Regions from separate parts of the Sus scrofa genome. Here regions 1 and 3 are each linked to region 2. Evidence: chromatin contacts called from public Hi-C and HiChIP or PLAC-seq data. All regions are on one chromosome and are shown on one strand. The core of a region is the stretch at or near the end of the contact, and the rest is flanking DNA. Distances in the headings are between cores, read along the strand shown. Region 1 has its middle 170 kb from the start of THRB. Region 2 overlaps THRB (thyroid hormone receptor beta). Region 3 holds the start of THRB (thyroid hormone receptor beta).

The links. Hi-C and Micro-C count contacts between places; a contact is called where the count stands out from the background. HiChIP or PLAC-seq counts read pairs in DNA pulled down with a chosen protein or histone mark.
Region 1: a Hi-C map of omental adipose tissue shows a contact between it and region 2, with 2.3 times the contacts expected there. The contact joins two enhancer-like sites. A contact is called at or near these places in 15 of 47 Hi-C or Micro-C datasets (adipose tissue, alveolar macrophages, embryonic fibroblasts and 9 more).
Region 3: a contact with region 2 is called in an H3K27ac HiChIP or PLAC-seq map of alveolar macrophages. The contact joins the promoter of THRB here to the enhancer-like site in region 2. A contact is called at or near these places in 1 of 5 promoter capture datasets (liver), 14 of 47 Hi-C or Micro-C datasets (alveolar macrophages, brain, embryonic fibroblasts and 8 more) and 2 of 2 datasets of contacts at active chromatin or transcription factors (alveolar macrophages and skeletal muscle).

What each region holds. Positions count from the first base shown.
Region 1 is chr13:11,533,479-11,536,178 of Sscrofa11.1, forward strand. No RefSeq gene overlaps it. Among named protein-coding and RNA genes, the nearest start is that of THRB, 170 kb to the left of the region's middle. Within about 2 kb of position 1,308, at least 2 of the 83 cell types and tissues checked have an H3K27ac peak or open chromatin away from gene starts, as enhancers often do. A contact at or near this core is called in omental adipose tissue, where this site is marked.
Region 2 is chr13:11,072,938-11,075,637 of Sscrofa11.1, forward strand. The region is part of intron 2 of THRB (thyroid hormone receptor beta); the gene reads right to left. Among named protein-coding and RNA genes, the nearest start is that of THRB, 290 kb to the right of the region's middle. Within about 2 kb of position 1,419, at least 4 of the 83 cell types and tissues checked have an H3K27ac peak or open chromatin away from gene starts, as enhancers often do. A contact at or near this core is called in alveolar macrophages and omental adipose tissue, where this site is marked.
Region 3 is chr13:11,359,180-11,361,879 of Sscrofa11.1, forward strand. It overlaps THRB (thyroid hormone receptor beta), which reads right to left and starts at 1,408. Exons shown (of 10, transcript XM_021071429.1): 1 at 1,176-1,408.

The sequences.
Region 1 (2,700 bases), core at 58-2,557, 460 kb after region 2:
CTGCAAGTTTCGTTCTTTTTCTTCTTGATGTTACATGCTCTCAAGAAGGATTTTAATAAATAAACAGGGAGCCGTATAAATGCAAAACAATTTGATCTTGTTTGGAAGAATCAGGCTTGAGGATTTTATTTCGATGAGATCATACAGAAGAGAAAAGCAATTAAACTGGTTTTTACTTTGCCAGGGATTTTTTTTTCCTCTTCATCTGTGAACAATATAAACAAATGATTGTAAATAGTTCTAAAAGTCCTTCCGTCCACCTACACACACATAGACTCACAAAGGGGAATTTTTCTTTTTAATCTACACAGGCATGCTGATAAAGTTTTTAGGAGAGATGTGTTTTTTTCAGGATTTTATGACACTTTCCTCCTTTAAGGCAGAAAACCTTAAAATAAAAGTATCTTCAGTCTGTGCAATTGCATATGGTTTTCACATTACCTTTGAGTAATGACTTCGACAGTAATAATAAAATATTTTAAATACACTTGCATTTAAGCATGTAATTAACTGCATCCACCTTATTTATATGTAAAAGAAAGCTGGCAACCTGTTGAGGAAGCTAAAAGAAGTATCAGAACCTGTTCTTCTCAATAAAAACTATTTTATTGAGTTTTTATAAGAATGTGCATTGGAAGAGAAATGGAATTTATATGTCAGTCATATTTTATTACACAATTAGAGAGAGATAACATAATTTTCAGTGCCTCAGAGAACTAGCTTACGCTGACCTACACAATTCTATTTAACCCATAATGTACTGGCCCTGGAGAGCAAAATTCCTTAAAGAGGCTCCCAGAGTCTTGCCACCTGGAGGAGTCACCAGTCCTAAGAAGTACAGCCTGGCGTGACTTTGCAACTGGAACAAAATGTTAAGAATCATAGACTTCAAGAAAAAAAAAAAAAAGGCTAGGTTAGGCTAAGTTACCTTTACCAATCCCATCTGGGGAGTAAGTAAGACCGGACATGCCCCAAGGGGAAGTGAGGATCCAGAAAACGGAGTGAAGAGCCCAGGAAGCTCGCCAGTGGCCACCTTGGAAATGAGTAAGAATGGGACTGAAAAGGGCATTCGAAGCCTTCATGCTTTTTGGGGCTGTGCATATGGCCTAAGTCCTTAGGGCAATGGAGAGGATTCTAGGTATAGACCCAAGGTTTAGGAAAAAATAGAGGAGAAAGATTCATTTCCTTTCTCCCCACATAGGTAAAGATTCCTTTGGACTTGGGAAAGTGGGGACAGGGAGAAATGAAGGACAGGGTCCTTGAGCCCAACATCCTAGACAGAAGGCTTAGGGAAGAAGTAAGAGTCCAGGGCAGAAGTAGCTCTCAGAAGGACCATGTGCTTGGTTTAATGCTCTGGGGCTGCCTTCTTCAAAACCACATTGAACTTGTTTTGTCGTTGAAGTGTGGTGGGAAAACCGAGCATATGCATGAGCAGAGGACTGTTTTGCAGTCAATTCCAGTGGACTCAACAGAGTATGTTCTGTCTGTGACAGAGTGATCAAGGGCACTGCACAGACAGCCCTGGGGGCCCAAGTTTCCCATCAGATCCAGAACTTGCTTCAAGAACAGAAGGTAGGTGATGGCGCCTAAGAAATGGGACTGACCTCAACCAAGGAACCCAGCATATCCTCTCTTCCTTGTGTACGTCCTCATGGTCCTTGTGGTCATCAACCACTTGTGCTGAAATCAATGACATGGAAGGAAAGGGAATGACGGGACAACCGCAGTGCCTTTCCTTCCAGTCTTCCCGACCCATGAGCAACCAGAAGGTAGAGTGTGTTGGTAGACCATGCGTATGTCTAGAAGTGAAATAAAAGCAGTTGAGTTAGTTTCCTGCAGAGTTTCCACAGTTCTGGTAAAAACGAAATCCACACGTATGTTCTAGCTGCCTGTGACAAATTGCGTAATTTAGGAATTGTGCAAATGCTCCTGTATCTTCTTTTAAAACTGGCATTGCACAATGTAAAGATGAATAGTGATATTCATGGTAATTGTTTCATATTTTAATTTTTCTTTTCTTAGACTAGCTTTAAATAGCAAATACAGTACCAGGTAAAAGCAGAAAAAAGGAAACAGCTTTATATTTAGGACATCTTATGACATTTTTTCTTGCTTTTCCTACAATCGATGTTGCTGCCTCTGGAAGCAGAAGGTCAATTATCCTTGTAGCTTCTTCCTGATTCTGTGTTCTGGGGCAGCAGAGGGATCCATGGGGCTGAAGGGGCCACACAGGGGGAAATAGCCCTTTGTCAGCAGCTGCATGGGGATGGATGCCTGTCCAGGTGTGTACCCCTCTCAGTATCTTAGCACCATGACAAATCCCCAGGATCTAGATGAAGGCCTCTGGAAGGGGAGAAGCCTCGTTAAGTCTGAATTTAAAGAAATGTGTAAGTTGCCTATTGCTGCTGTCACAAATGACTATGTACTTAATAGCTTAAAACAATGCAAATTTATTATCTCACAATTCTAGGGGTCAAAAGTCTAAAATGATGAGTTCCTGTTGTGGCTCATCAAATTAAGAACCCGACATAGTGTCCATGAGGGTGTGGATTTGATCCCTGGCCTTGCTCAGTGGGTTAAGGCTCTGGCGTCGCTGCAAGCTCTGGTGTAGGTCTCCCAAATGCAGCTCGGAACCGTAGTTGCTATGGCTGTGGTATAGGCCAGCAGCTACAGCTCTGATTTGTTTGATTTGACACCTAG
Region 2 (2,700 bases), core at 169-2,668:
CTTTCAAGTTTCTTTTCTCTGTTTGTTTGTTTGTTTGTTTGTTCTTTTTCACTCAACAGCTGCCATGTATTGAGTGTATATGCCAGGCTCTTTGTACACATTACCTTATTTAATCCTTACAAAATCCCTGCAAATTAGAGAGTATTACCTCTGATGATTAAGGATAATCTCAGATGCATAGAGAGGTAAGGTGGCTTGTTCAAGACCACACAGCTAATAAGAGGTTGAAAAGAAATTTGTCATATCCCAAAGCAGATGCTTCAAAATGTATATTATGACACCATCATTATGCATTATATAACTAATATATCCAACTTCCCAGCTTTTTTTCCTTTTTTGGCTGTGTCCAAGGCATGAGGAAGTTACCAGGCCAGGGATTGAACCAGCTTTTCACTTTTGGCATTTTACCCCCAATTATTTTTAAGATGGCACTGGGAATGATATCAAGGCACATTAGATAGAAGATTTCATAAGGACTGGGTTACCGCTATCTCTTTTGTTGATGTTTCCTTCATGCCAGCACAGGGTGGGTTACTCAATGCATGTTGACAGAATAGCTTTTGTTGGATGAAATGTAATCATGCATGATTATATTAATACAAAGTTAATTACATTCAAAAACACAGCTCTCCTTCCTAAGTTAAGGACTACCTCTAGAAGCTTTAAAGAAGTAACTTTGTGGTAAAATAAGAATTTTCAGGTGTTAACTGACAGTTAACTGGGCATGTAATAAACACACCAATAATGCTCTTAGTCTTAGGATTCTGGATCCACCATGCCTGGGAAGGATGAAGAAATGACATTCTGTCCCCCTGTGGCACGCGCTAAGCACAATTGCTGAAAGTGTCTTCCACCTGAAAGGACCCTCCGCCTCATTTTACGTTTGCGGAACCTGAGGTCTGGAGTAGGGAAACAAATCTCAATATGACACAGAGAAATCAGCATCAGAGTTGAATCAAGAACTCAGGCCCCTCTGGTATGGGACAATGTAACTGTTTCTCCACCGTGTCATTTTTTGCAGAAAAAGTTGCAGACAAAGCTTGGACATAGAAAACCAGCTTTATGCCAAAGCTTGGGAAAGCTGTCTTTATGTTTCTCACGTTATTGCCTTGTTTTCTCAGCTGACAGTGCTTATTCTAAATGAGATAATATACGTAAATTCCTTAGCACAAAGGTTGGTCCTGAGAAAACACTGATTGAACAGTAACTGTCATAATACACCAAGGTTGTTGAACATTTTAAGTCATTCTTATATCAGGTAGATTAGAAATGTATTACTCTGCCACCTGAAAATCAGTAAGTCTCAGGTATTTGACATTTGAGGACCAGCCCTGCCCCCTCACCCCCAACCAAGGCCACCACAAAACAACAAGCCAGTGGTTGCAAAAAATGAAACCACTTTGTGCCTTTAGTAGCAGTATCCTAAAAGTCCACAAGAGGGCAGCCCCTCTCACAGCAGAAAGGCATCAGGGCTGTAGGAGGGTAGAAGGGAATTATGGGTGCTGAGGTAAGCTAATAAAAACCATCAATCAGAGCCATTATTTTATTATGACTGTTTTTAGAGCTATTATTAAGACACTTTTAAGTGATGAGAAGCACTATGAAGAAAATAAAGCAGAATAATGGAATAGAGAATGACTCCAGGGGAGGATAAGTATCTGAGCCATGAACTAACCCTTGAAGGAGACAGGGTCAGCCATGAGTAGACTGGGGGAAGAGTGTGAGGTCTGAAGGAGTCAGGGGCCAAGCTGGACATGATCTTGGCCTGCTTGAGGGACAGAAGTCAGTCAGTCATTGGAACATAATGAAAGAAGGATATGAAGAGGGAGGTGTGGAGGGGGCATCAGATTCCACAAAGACATAGAGACCTTGGGAATAGATCGCAGGTCATTCTGACCCCAGAGTTTGTGCGCTGAATCGCTACGCTACCCTGAACTCTGCATGAAAAGCCAAAGGGCAGTTTGTGTAGTAAAAGTGATACTTTTTGAAAACAATGACAAAACAACTTAAGAAATACTTTAGTGGCTTTCATCAAATAATCCACCAGAATTTACATGATTTAAGAACTTAAATTTATGAGGAACAAACACTAAGAGACATATATGTAAATTTATTCAAAATTTTATGGCCCAAGAAGTAACCTGGTGCAAGGTTTCTCTTTGTCATTTTTATAGCACTGTATAATAATCAAGGTTTATAATGATTAATAACATATTTTAAAGGAAATACTCCCAATGATTTATATAGAATGATGTTTATCCCAGCATTAATGTTAAGAAAAATTATAAATAGCATAAATGCCCACTAATTGGGGATAATTTAAATACATTTGCATGCTTCCAAATGACTAAAATCATATTTTCCCCAAAATATTTAAGGCTCCGTTAAATTCTTACAGTATACTGTTAGAGGCAAAGCAAACAATAAAATAAAAAGCCATATATGCAGTATAAATCCAATTTTTAAAAGCTGTACAACAATAACCAGAATATTAAAAGAAAACACACCAAATGATATGAGAATGAATGCATTTTTTACAATGCTTTTCCATATTAAATTTTTTTCAAAAAATATATTCTCTTATAACCCTAAAATCAAAAATAAAATTAGATATTTGGCATGGAAGTTTTAATCTCCATTTAAACTTTTCAAAATCTGCGTGGTGCCTTTTTTATAGAGAAACTTAGGTGATTTTTGAGG
Region 3 (2,700 bases), core at 158-2,657, 290 kb after region 2:
CCCCCCGCCCCCGCCTCCGCGCGGTCCTCTTGCCAAATTACCGGTGCCCTCGCGCCGGCCGGTCGGGCGCCGCCGCCCGGGGAAGGCAGCCTGCGGGCGCTGCCCGAGCCCGGGAGCAGAAGGTCTCCTTTCCCAGCGCACTCACATTATTCATGCAAAGTTAATCCCCGCCGCGTCACGGCCGCCCGCCCGAGGATGTGCGCCTTCCTTGGCCAAGCCCCGCAGTCTCCACCCTCCTCCGCCCCCTCCTCCCGGCGGCGGGTCCCGGGGAGCGCCGGCGACGGGACGTCGCGCGAGTCCTGCAAAATGTCAACTCCCCGGGCGAAGAGAGGCGGCCGCAGCCAGGGCCGCGCCGGCCCGCCCGGGCCGCTCCACTTTTATAGGCGCAGGAAACGAGTGCGGCTCGGGCGCCGGAGTCCCCGCCTCTCCGGCCCGCGCGCCTGGCCCGCCCCGGTCCGCTCCCCGCCGCTGCCCTCCTCCGGCTCCGGCGCCCGCGCCGCGCCTGCCAGCCGGTGACCTGGTTTCCCCTCCGGTCCTCCCGGCGTTCCGACTCGCGCGGCGGCGGCCAGGAGCAGGCCGGCCCGACTCCGCCAGGGGCGCAGCGAGGAAATGGCCTCCGGGCCAGGCGCCCCGCCGCCGTCCCGGCCGCCCGCCGGCCCTAGACCCCCAGTGGCCCCAGCCTGGCCCCGGCCCCGCGCTCGGACGTGCCTGCCGCTCCGGGGCCCGCGCCCCCTGCCCGCGCGCCCAGCCCGGGCCTCCAGGCTCCGCGCCTCCGCACCTGCCGCCCCAGGTGCGAGCGCTCCCTCTCAGCCCAGTCCCGGCCGTGCCCTCCACCCCGAGAGTGTCTTCAGGTGGCGATGTCGCGGCGTTTTTGGTGGCCGCTCGTCCACCCACCCGGCTGCTTGCGCACGGAGCTTCGGGCTTGGGCGTCATTCCTCTAGTAGCAAAAAGGAAGAAACGGGGGACGAGGAACTGGGGGCCGGGAGGGGGTGACTGCCAGAAGCACTGGCTTCTCTTCCCTCCCCGGGCCGCCGCGCTCCTCCCTCCTGCCCCGAACCACTTGTGGCGCGTGTCGGGCCCACACAGCGCTCTGGCTCCTCCTGGGGCCTCGCTCCTGCCGGGCGGCTGGCGTTCCCAACCATCGCCACCCCTGGGAATGGAAGTTTGGAAAATACCTGCCTTGCGCTTGCGGGCGACACCGCTCACACCACCCTGCACATCTTAGGAAATGTGCGCAGAATAGAGACCCTCCGCAGGTTCCAAAAGGGCCGCCCTGTTTCATTTGCTTTTGCCCTGGATACGTGCAAATCGAATCCGGAAGACAAAAATAGTTTATTTTCTTGAAAAGTTATGCCCTAGCAAATATCAGCTTCTAAAAATCTCCCTCCCCTAGTTTTGAAGGCCAAGGATTCTGGCTGGGAAAAAATGAAGCAGGCTATGGCGGTGTTCTCCGCTAGAAGCATGCTTGTGAAAATACCGATTACCCAGAAAACTAAAGTGTAGTTGGTCCGGAGCTATAGTTGCAACACAATTATTTTGACCACCGAGAACAACGATAAATACTATTGAAATAATCACGACTTCATTTTTCAATATATACATTTATTACTATACGAAAAGTTTTGGTAAAGCTTTGATTTTTTTTTTTTTTTTTTTTTTTTTTTTTTTTTTTTTTTTTTTTTTTTTTGCCTCAACTGTCTTAATGATTTATTGGAGAGTTTTTGAGATTTCCAGCCGGTGACGTGTGTTTTATTCCCAATTTTTGTGAGCATCCCAGGGAAAGGGACTAGGAGCCTTCTGTCACCATTAAGGACCACAACTGTCAAGAATTCAGACACTGCCCCACGCCTGGGTTCAGGGTTTCAGCGTGTGTCCAAAGAGGGAGTCCCAAACCCCAAAGCTTCCTGGTGAGAGGGAGGGACCTCTCCCGACAGACTTCATGGACCCTATTACTTCTCATTCTTGGCAAGAAATCCGTGCTTTCTTTTTTTCACTCACAGCAAGGCTGCACCCTAGGACTTGCAGGTTTTGTAGCTGGAAAGAAGTTGTTCTCCTTTTGCAGGGAAGTTCCTGGGCTTTGCGCCAAAGTTGCCCAGGGGTGTTTTGGTTGGTCTGTAGGAAAGCTGTGGAGTCTGCACCATTTGTTCCAAACAGGCGGCCCCCTGGTGGCAGAACTGTGGGTGGAAAGCTGGCCACTGAGGGAAAAGCCTGCCCTGAAAGGCCACCACCAGTTAGTTGACAGCTGGGTCTTCCCAGGGGCCACTGAGTGACTTGAAAGACATTGTTAAGAGGTAGAGGTGTGCGGTAATGCCAGTCTTCCTTCACAAATGTGGATTATCCTTAGGCCCTAATCCGCTGGAACTTCTTAATTTTTTTTTCTCTTTTTGAGTGTAATTGGGACCTATATTCCTTCTTAAATAGGGAACATCATACAGAGAGTGAAGTATAACAAAAACTATTGCTTCCCTTTGTTTAAATGGCTTTGTTTCTCTGATCCCATTTGTGCCTGGAAACTTCTGAAATAAAGAGTAAATTAGGGCGAAAATAACATGGCATTAATTAAACAATTCAGGAAACAGCGTCATATAACAATAAGGGAGGGGAATTTAAATGCAATGGTATTGGAACACCATTAACTACTAGGATTCCATTTGAATCAGTCCTCTGAGGGCAGCCTCACAGGCTGCATGATGGGGAGGA